Linked DNA regions of Sus scrofa: regions 2 and 3 are each linked to region 1. A link is a contact called in public Hi-C and promoter capture Hi-C data. All regions are on one chromosome and are shown on one strand. Each heading gives the region's core, a stretch centred on a gene start, on an enhancer-like site or on the middle of the called end of the contact. The rest is flanking DNA. Distances are from core to core; before and after follow the strand shown. Region 1 holds the start of DEXI (dexamethasone-induced protein). Region 2 holds the start of TMEM186 (transmembrane protein 186). Region 3 holds the start of C3H16orf72 (UPF0472 protein C16orf72 homolog).

The links. Promoter capture Hi-C pulls out the DNA fragments that hold promoters and counts their contacts. A called contact is a pair of places that touch in the nucleus more often than the background predicts.
Region 2: a promoter capture Hi-C map of liver shows a contact between it and region 1, with 6 times the contacts expected there. The contact joins the promoter of TMEM186 here to the promoter of DEXI in region 1. A contact is called at or near these places in 1 of 5 promoter capture datasets (liver) and 2 of 47 Hi-C or Micro-C datasets (heart right ventricle and retroperitoneal adipose tissue).
Region 3: a Hi-C map of liver shows a contact between it and region 1, with 7 times the contacts expected there. The contact joins the promoter of C3H16orf72 here to the promoter of DEXI in region 1. A contact is called at or near these places in 2 of 5 promoter capture datasets (fetal skeletal muscle and liver), 1 of 47 Hi-C or Micro-C datasets (liver) and 1 of 2 datasets of contacts at active chromatin or transcription factors (alveolar macrophages).

What each region holds. Positions count from the first base shown.
Region 1 is chr3:32,158,860-32,161,779 of Sscrofa11.1, reverse strand. DEXI (dexamethasone-induced protein) reads right to left here and starts at 1,558. Exons shown (of 2, transcript XM_003124598.4): 1 at 605-1,558. The coding sequence starts at 1,038. The coding sequence ends at 751.
Region 2 is chr3:33,891,047-33,893,966 of Sscrofa11.1, reverse strand. TMEM186 (transmembrane protein 186) reads right to left here and starts at 1,452. Exons shown (of 2, transcript XM_003124605.4): 1 at 1,318-1,452; 2 at 1-298. The coding sequence starts at 1,320. PMM2 (phosphomannomutase 2) reads left to right here and starts at 1,495. Exons shown (of 8, transcript XM_021086654.1): 1 at 1,495-1,650. The coding sequence starts at 1,585.
Region 3 is chr3:33,653,885-33,656,804 of Sscrofa11.1, reverse strand. It overlaps C3H16orf72 (UPF0472 protein C16orf72 homolog), which reads left to right and starts at 1,467. Exons shown (of 4, transcript XM_003354616.4): 1 at 1,467-2,159; 2 at 2,827-2,907. The coding sequence starts at 1,934.

The sequences.
Region 1 (2,920 bases), core at 309-2,808:
AACTGATGAGCGGGGCACCCTGAAACCTGACTCCAAAACAGCAGCCAAGCCAAGACCAAAGGAAGTACAACGTCCTTTGCTGAAGCAGGTTTTTCCTCTCAGTGTCAGCCGGGAGCCCTTGCTCTCAGTCCCCGGCCAGTCCTCCAAGGGGCCACAGGACAAAGGTGATCAGGGCCTGGCTTCCTACCTCTTTTAACACTGCAAGTCTTTATCCTTCCAGGACTAGTGGGAATTCCCCCAAAGCCAAGGTCACCATCAAGACAGGTTAAGGATGGGGGGAGGAGTTGACAGGTCTGCCTTAAATGGATTTGGGTGCAAAGGCTTTTCCCACAAGTTTTGGCACTTGGTACTATGGCTAACCAAGATGCCACTTAGGTCCTGCCTCCCTTCCCTTCTTCACCAGCTGTAAGCCTTGCTAAGGGGAAGCTTTCCTGCCCTAAGAGTCTCAAAAGAGTCCAGCCATTCCTGGCATCCAAACAGACCTAGGGGAAGTGGATGGAGGAATCAAAAGTCTGGGGTAGGGTTGTGTGTCCGGCTTGGGATGCCTCCCTCTTCCTAGCCAGCGCCCCAACCCGCCCTCATCCTGCGCAGAGAGGGCACTTACAGGCCTTGGAGGCCGGAGAGGGCCTCGTCCTGGGGGTCCCATCCCTGGCCTGACGGTGCCCTCAACCAGCAGCGGCAGCATGATCTAGGCGCTGGTCCAGGTCGAGGGTTGCGGGTCGTAGGGGGAGCGGGGGACAGCAGCCAAGCCTACTCCAAGTAACCATCGAAGACGTCGAGCTCCGAATCGGCATCGTAGAGGCCCGAGCCGGGGTCAGAGAGCACGCCGAGGTCCACGAGCGCCTGGTCCATGTCCTCGGGCAGGAAGACTAGGCCCACGTTAAGGACGATGTACTCCATGAGAAAGGCGTAGTATAGGATCAGCACATTGACGAAAAAAAGGCCCACGTAGAACATAGAGGGTAGCAGCGGCGGCGGCACGGAGGGGACCAGGGGGCCCAGCGCGTCCAGGTGGGCCGCGACCCGGGCGCCGGGCATGCAGGGGGCGGCGAGGGCGGCAGCAGCCCGGCGATCTCAGCGAGCTCAGCCGCTGCGGCGCCCGGCCAGCCGGCGAGCGGGCAGCTCAGCCATCCAGGGCCGCCCCGGGGCTGGCCGAGGCGGCGCTGGGCCCCGGCGGTGCCCCGGGGGATGTGCGTTGGCCCCTGCAGACGCACCCGGGCCCCCGAAACGTGCCAGGCGGGTCACCCCACCCCCAGAGGTGCCCACACGGCCCTGTAGATCTGCCCAGCGGTCAGGCGGATCCCCCTGAAGTAGCCGGCGGCTGCCCGGCTCCTCCGATGTGTCCCGCTCGCGCTCACGGGCCCTCGCAGCGCCTGCGGGGACCCTCGCCGCGGGTCATCTCAAGGGCCAGTCCCGGCGGCGGTCTCTTCAGCCGCGCCCAGCCGTTCCTCGAGCCCTCTCCGCGCCCCCGAAGGCCCAGCGCCCATAGCTGCGGCCGCCGCGTCGCTCTCCTGGTCGCATTCCGAGCACCGCCTCCGGAGCAGCCCCGCGCTGATTGGCCCGCCGCCCCAGCCTGCGCTGATTGGTAACCTCAAAGCCAACACTGATTGGCCCGAGCCGTCAGATGGGCGGGTACCTCCGCGCTCCGCCCCTCGAGGTGCTGGCTGCTGAGTTTCTTTCCTAGTTCCGGACTCAGAGCAGATCTGGAATACAATTTTCTCAGTGAATCCGCGACGGAGTAGGGGGAAGGGAAAGAGTTAGAACACATTTCAAACCTAGACGTATCCTAAGGCTACCAAAACTGAGGGAAACCTTGGTTTCATTAGCACCTGCTGGATTTGAGTATTGGCGCCAAGCCTTTTTGGGAGTCAATTTACCAGTTGAAAAAAGAGGCAGGGTCGGGGCGGTGGACCTTACCAGTGAAAATTTTGGATTTCCCTGAAGTGGCAAATTGTCCTCGGTGGGGAAGATCGACCAGTCCCCTTCATCTCTCCAAATTCTGGCTGCTGGAAGGTCCAGCCCCGCGGTACGGGGCGGGATGGGAGTGGGGGGAATCTGCGTAATAAGGCAGGTCAGGTCTGCAGCAGGAGAATTGCTTCTTGTTTTTACTTTGAGAAACTTGTTTTAAAGCAGTAATAATGCACGTGGTTTTAACCAAGAAATACACAGAAAAGTAATTTCCCTCTGATTCCCCTCCTCAGGGGCAACACCTGTACATCCACCAAGCAACTGATCTTGCCCAAAGCACCCTCCAAAGCAGTTAAGCAGGCCACACTGAGCTGGGTGCTTTACATGCATTGCTTAATTGCAGCCAGATGGGGAAGTGTAGTATGTCATCCCTTTCTACAGACGAGAAAACTGAGAAACAGAAGGACTCTGGAAGCTTCTGGGCCTGTGGGTGTTTGGAGGACAGAACCTGCCCTATTTTCTCCATGACTGTCTCTTGCTCCTTTAGGTGAACTGCAGAGCAAACCATTAATCCTCCAACTGGTGAAAATGAAACAAACTGTCATTCATTTATTCACTCTGCCAACACTTGTTGAACACCTATTATGTGCCAAACTTTGTGCTAGGCATTGGGGAGAACATTGGCTTCTTAGTCCAATTCTGTCCTAAGCGACACAGTAGACCTTTGATAACTATGAGGTGTAGAAATGAATACATAGGAAAAAAATTGCCTCCACAAAATTTCTCCCTCCTAATCCAGAAGAGAAATGTAGATACATCTTGGCTGGTGTAGGAAGCTGGGTATTTCCTTATTTTTAAAAACGTGGTTGTTTTGGAAATGGTATGGATTTTGGGTGAAGACCAGAGAACTCTGAAAGTACAGGACGTTCAATTTTGGTACATTGTTGCTTGAAGGCCTTTCAATATTTATTTTTTAATTTTAGTAGAAAAAGAAAAGTTGTGAGGATAATTC
Region 2 (2,920 bases), core at 203-2,702, 1.7 Mb before region 1:
AGTTGAAGGTCATGAGGCCCTGGGAGTACCAGTAGATGCCAGGCGGCAGGGCCACCACTGTCAACGCTGTCTGTGCCACCTTCAGCTGAGAGAGGTACCCGAAGACCCTGATGGCATCAAACCGGTACACCATCTGAAATTTCTCAGTCTCTGTGCCCAGCGGGTTCTTCTTGGATGGCAGAGGCCTGCTCCCCGCCCACCTCCTAGGATCCTGCCCACTGCAGCGCCACAGCCTGTGGAAAGGCCTTCCCCATGCAGCCTGCCTTGGTGACCACAGCACAGCTCGGAGCAGGGCAGCCTGGAAAGGAGACAGGGAGACCATTTCTCTCTGGAACTCAGCCAAGCTAATCACACAAGGACCACATGCAAAACATCTGCTACAGAGGATCCTGCCAGCCTGGTGAGGTCAGCATGATTGCCAGAGATGGAAAGAAAGCTGAAATCAGAGGCTTTACCTCTACCTCACGTGATAGTCAGGGAAGCTGTGTGCTAAAGGAACCACTGCTTCTACTTTACCACTGAGGAAACTAAGCCCAGAGAAGGTGAGAAATTTACCCAAAGACACACAGTCAGGGAGTAGGGCAGTCTAACTTTCAAACCCAACCTCTTTCCTCCAGGCAGCTCAAGTAGGCGCAGGCTTCATTCATTCAGCACATACCCAAGGAGGGCCGGTTCTGGCTGGATACCGGATCCACGGCCTGTGTGAACACTTCCTCAAGCAGGAAACTAAATCAGTGTCCCAGTGGGGAACAAATCCGCTAGCTAATCATCATAATAACTGTAGAATTCTCGGTTAGGTTAAAAGCGTCATCTTGGGGGCAGAACGTAAACGCTGTTTTCTTGGCCTGGATTGAGGGAAGGGATAGAATGGAGGAGGAAGGGATGGAGGCGTCAACTCATAGCACAAGGGTTTTATTAGATGCACAGTTCTACACCTTGAATATTGCACCGAAAGGTGCTTTGAGCTTTGAAGCCAGTTTTGGGTTCCAACCCTGGCTCCTACAGTCACCGGCTGTGGATCGTTGGGCAAATTACTCCACCTCTCTGGGCCCTGGTTTCTCTATCAAAGTGGGTATCCGTAACATACTGAAGAAGGTAACAGTTTTAAAGCCTTTAAATGCAGTAATGCACGGTGAATGCTAAATTTTAGTTGGCCCACGTGACCTAGGGGGCATAGGACGGCGGGGAACCCACGTCGGAGGTCCCTCCTCCGGATTCTCCGAATCAGAACCTAAGGCGTCCGCAGGCCTGCCCGGGGCCTGACTCCGACCCCCAAAGCACGACCCCTCCCTTTCTTGCCACCAATTGCCTTCTTACCATGGCCCCGCAGCCTGCAGCTGGAAGCGAGTCCCTCGCGTTCCGGGAATCTCCGAGAACGTGTCCTCCGCCCTAATGGGACAGCGTGGGGGCGCGCTGCATTCTGGGATCTGTAGTCCAGCCAGCAAAGCCGACGCTAGTCTCGGGCACTGCGGGAGGGGAATTCTCTTCCCGGCGTGCCCTGCGGCACGGGGGCCGGACCCGGAAGTTCCGGGCCGGGTGCCAGGTGCCAGTAAGTCGTGTAAGGTTTACGTGGAAACTGGGGTCATGGCTGCTCCCGGCCCAGCGCTCTGCCTCTTCGACGTGGACGGGACTCTGACCGCTCCCAGGCAGGTAAGCGGTGCAAAACTCCCTACGGCTCCCCGGTGGGTGTAATGACCGTCCAGGTAGGCGACCTGGGGCGGCTAAGGACCGCCTACCTCCCACGGAGGGGCTGAACTTTACTCTGGGTTCCTTGGAGTCATGAGACGAAAGCTCTCACCAGCTTTTCGAGACTTCAGGGTCCTCGGAGAGAAGGGACAGGCTAGGAACTCTTGAGAGCAAGGAACTTTGATTGGAAAACGCAGTTCTGGACTCTCATCAGCACCCCTGGGTTTGAATCCCGGATCAGCCGGGTTTACCAGCTTGTGTGCCCTCTTCAGACCTATCACCTGTGGTCTGCGCCTGTAGCCTGACATGAAAGACATAGGTTTCCAGGCCAAACAGACCTAGCAGAGTCTCTGCTTGACAGCTGTGTGACTTGAGCAAGTTAGTTAACCTCAGAGCCTCAGCATCTGTGGCTTTAAATGGGGCGTCTACCTGTTCCATGTGATGTTTGAATGAATGGATGAAATCATTTAAGTTCTTGAAAGTTATCTTACATACGGTAGACTGTGCTCAATAATACTCAGTAAGTATTCGCTGCCACCGCCACTCCCTGCTCTAGCCTTGCAGTGGAAGGGGGTGATAGAGGAAACCTAGATTGCCACAGGCTGCCTGCCGAGAACCTTCTTGGACTCCTGGAAACTTGCTTTCCATTTCCAGATTTTGCTGCCACGAGCACGGATAGGTCTCAAGATGAACCGTTGTGATGAAGCTTACCCTGACCTACCCTTTGCACACATTAGAAGAGCAGCCATTTGAACTTGAGACTGGCGCTAAATGGCCTCAGTCTCTCTCTACCCTGCTGCGTTTGGGTCGGGTGGTAGCACTGGTGTGCTCCAGAATTCCTCACTGAATGCGTGTGGCCTTAGATGTATCATTTTACTTTTCTGAGCCACAGGTGCTCTGTATGTACTGATGATGCACAGTTGTAAGTTCTCCACAGGCCCTTTTTGACTCCGTAATCAGTGCACACTTGCAAGTTGTTAAACACTCAGAGTGGCCTGGAGCCGAAGTCAGCAGTTCATTGTTTGCAAAGGGCCAGATAGCAAATACTTCCGTGTTTGCTGACCATATGGTCTGTAGTAACTATTCAACCTAAATCCAAAAGCAGCCATAGACCAGATGTGGACCTAGCACAGCTGTGTTCCAGTAAAACTTTATTACGGACACAAACTGCTGCTCTAATTGGCCCATTGGCCGGAGTGCTCTCTTAGGTTTACTTCCAAGCCTTTTGACATAT
Region 3 (2,920 bases), core at 218-2,717, 1.5 Mb before region 1:
CAAGCGTTCTCTGCTTCCAGGCCATTTGAGCCAAACCTTGAGGAATGACGACGAGGCAGGAGAGAGGAAACTGCGAGGGCAAAGGCCTTGAAGCAGAGAAGAGCTTGGAGGTCTGACGAAGCAGAAAGAAGGGCAGTGTGGCTGGGCAGCCCTAGCCAAGCAGAGAGTGGAGTTCAGATGAACGCAGAGGAGGCGGCGGGGCCAGATCCTGCCGGGACTTGTAGCCCACAGTGAGGTCAGATTTTCTTCCAAAAGTGATGGCTTTACAGCCAAACCGCTTTGTAGAAGGGCGCTTTCGCAGCCCCTGGGACTTATCCAAGCCCCCGTGGCTCGTACCCCCGCCGTCAGCGTATGAGTCTAAGGGCCAGTTTTGCATCTGTGCGGTCATCGCCCCTTTACGTGGCTTCTTCCTCTCCAGACCTTGAGCCCCTGGGACGTCCCCAGCCTGGTGACCACAGCGCGCAGCTCGGCGCCTGGTCCACAGGAGGCGCGCAGCCCGGGTGATGCGGAGATCGCACACGGCAGGTGATTGAGAAATCGGCGCAGAACTAACCCCCTGGAAACCCGGCCTCCCACTTGGCGCGGCCACGAGGATTCCCGGCCGGAGGAGGCGGGGGCTGGCGCGTGACGCAGGCTGCAGCACATGGCCCAGGAGTGTGCTTTTTGGGACAGGTGCGGGGGCCGCCAACTTCACGAAGGCACAGACGCAGCCTGGCCGAGGCACAGCTCTCCTGCCGAGGTTTATTTTCGGCTTTGTGAGTCGGCTGCGCGGCCGCAGAGGTCTAGTCAAGGGACGGGTCAGGGTGGGGGGCGGGCGCAAGAGCCCCCTGGACGCAACGAGAAGCGAGCCGCGTGAGTGGTGGCGGCCCGCCGGCCTAGCCACTTAGAAGTTTTTTTGTGGACTCCAAGGCTCAACTTGCTAATCTAGGAAATTGGTCTCTGAAATAAACGAAGACTCGCTTCGCAAGTTCATTCACCTTCTTCACTTCCCTCTTCTCTTTGGAAGCCCAAGAGTCTGGCGTAGGAGGCTGTCACCCACTACATCCCTCAGTCCCAGGGGCCCAGTAGCTGGACTAGACTTTGCGTCCCCCGGGGCCTCGGAAGCGCCGGAAAAGCCCCCTCGGGGTGCGGCCGCGGGGCCAGGTCACGTGACCCCCGCACGCCGCCTGGCAGCTGCGGCTGCAACTAGCGCGCATGCGCATTTCTCTATCCTCCCCACCTCGGTTGGCTCCGACGCAACCACTGTCAGCTCCTCCCCTCTGTCCCAGTCTTCATCCTTCCTGACTTTCACTCCCTTTCCCCCGCCCACTGGTTACGTCAGGCGGACAGGCCTACGAGCCAATCACGGCTCTATATTCAGGGGACGGCACGCGGAACCGGTCGGATCGGACCAATGGGGGCTCTCGGAGTGGGCGCGCCCCAACTGGGCAGGGGAGCCGGGGCCGAGTGGGCGGTGCTTCCCCAGTCAGCATGTGGGCGGGGGAGGGCGGTGACCAGCAGCCGCAGAGGCGTCGACGGCGGCGGCGACGACGAAGACGTTCCTCAGTCTTCGGGGTGGGCTCGGTGGCGCAGGCCGGGCTTCGCGGAGGTCTCGGTGGTCTGCGGCGGCGGCCCTAGAGAGGCCGCGGCGCTATGGCGTGGTGGTAGACCGGCTCAGGCCGGCGAGGCGAGGGGCGGCGGCGATCATCCGGTCCGCGGCGACCTTCGGCGGGGCCCGGGGGTAGGGAGACTCGGGGCGGGGGTCGTCCCGGACAGCGCGGGGCCGCGGGGCGGGGCTCGCAGGCCGTCGGGGTGCAGGAGGTCTGGGTCGCCGCGAGGAGCCGCCGCCGGCCGCTGGGCCCCGCCACCGGGCCGCTCGACGACGACGCTCCCGCGGGAGCCCCGCCTGAGGAGGACGCGGCGGCGGCGGCGAGGCCGCGGGAGGCCGCGGAGGATGGAGGAGCGGAAAGAGGAGGGCGAGGCCGAGATCCAGGAGCACGGGCCCGAGCACTGGTTTTCCAAGTGGGAGCGGCAGTGCCTGGCCGAGGCGGAGCAGGACGAGCAGCTGCCCCCCGAGCTGCAGGAGGAGGCGGCGGCCGCCGCGCAGCCCGAGCACAAGCAGCAGAAACTGTGGCACCTCTTCCAGAACTCGGCCACCGCCGTGGCCCAGCTCTACAAAGGTGAGGGCTGCTGCCGCCATCTTGCGCCGTCGCCCCCGTCGCCGCCGCCTAGGGCCCGGCTGTCGGGCGGTCGGCGGAGAGTCCGGGGTTGGCGGTGGGGTTGGGCGGTCTCCGAGGCTCCGGCCGTCGCGTCGCGGCCCTGCCGCCCCCTCCCCGCAAGATGGCGTCGCGGGAGGCGGGCCGTCGGGAGGCGCCCGGGGGGTGGCCCGGGGCGGGCGCTGGGGGCTCCTGCGTTGGGGGCCGCCCGGGGGGCCCCTCGCTTCTGGGGCCGGGCCGCCGGGCGCCCGGGGCCTGTGAGGGGAGGGGAGGGGCCCCCGGTCACAAAATGGCGAAGGGAGGCTCCGGGGCGGCCTATTGTGCCGGAGCCGGTCTCGGGGCGGGGACTTTGAGGGGGCGCCTCCCACCGCCGCGCCTGGGCCCCGGCTGCGCCCCGCGTCCCGCGTCCCCCCCTGGCCGCCCGCCGCGACCCCCTTCCTGCCGGCCCCCGACCCAGTGCGGGATCCCGAAAACCTTGAACAAAATGGCGAAACCTAATATGGCCGTTCCGGAGTGATTGACGCCCAAATAACATTGCTTTCTCTCTCTCTCCCCCCTCCCCCCTCGCCCCGTCTTTGTGCATTTCTTTCTTTCTTTTTTTTTTTTTTTTTCTCTTTTTGTCGTCTTTCAGACCGAGTGTGTCAGCAGCCAGGACTTTCTCTCTGGGTCCCCTTCCAAAACGCAGCCACCGCTGTCACCAACCTCTACAAAGGTAACGCTAACCT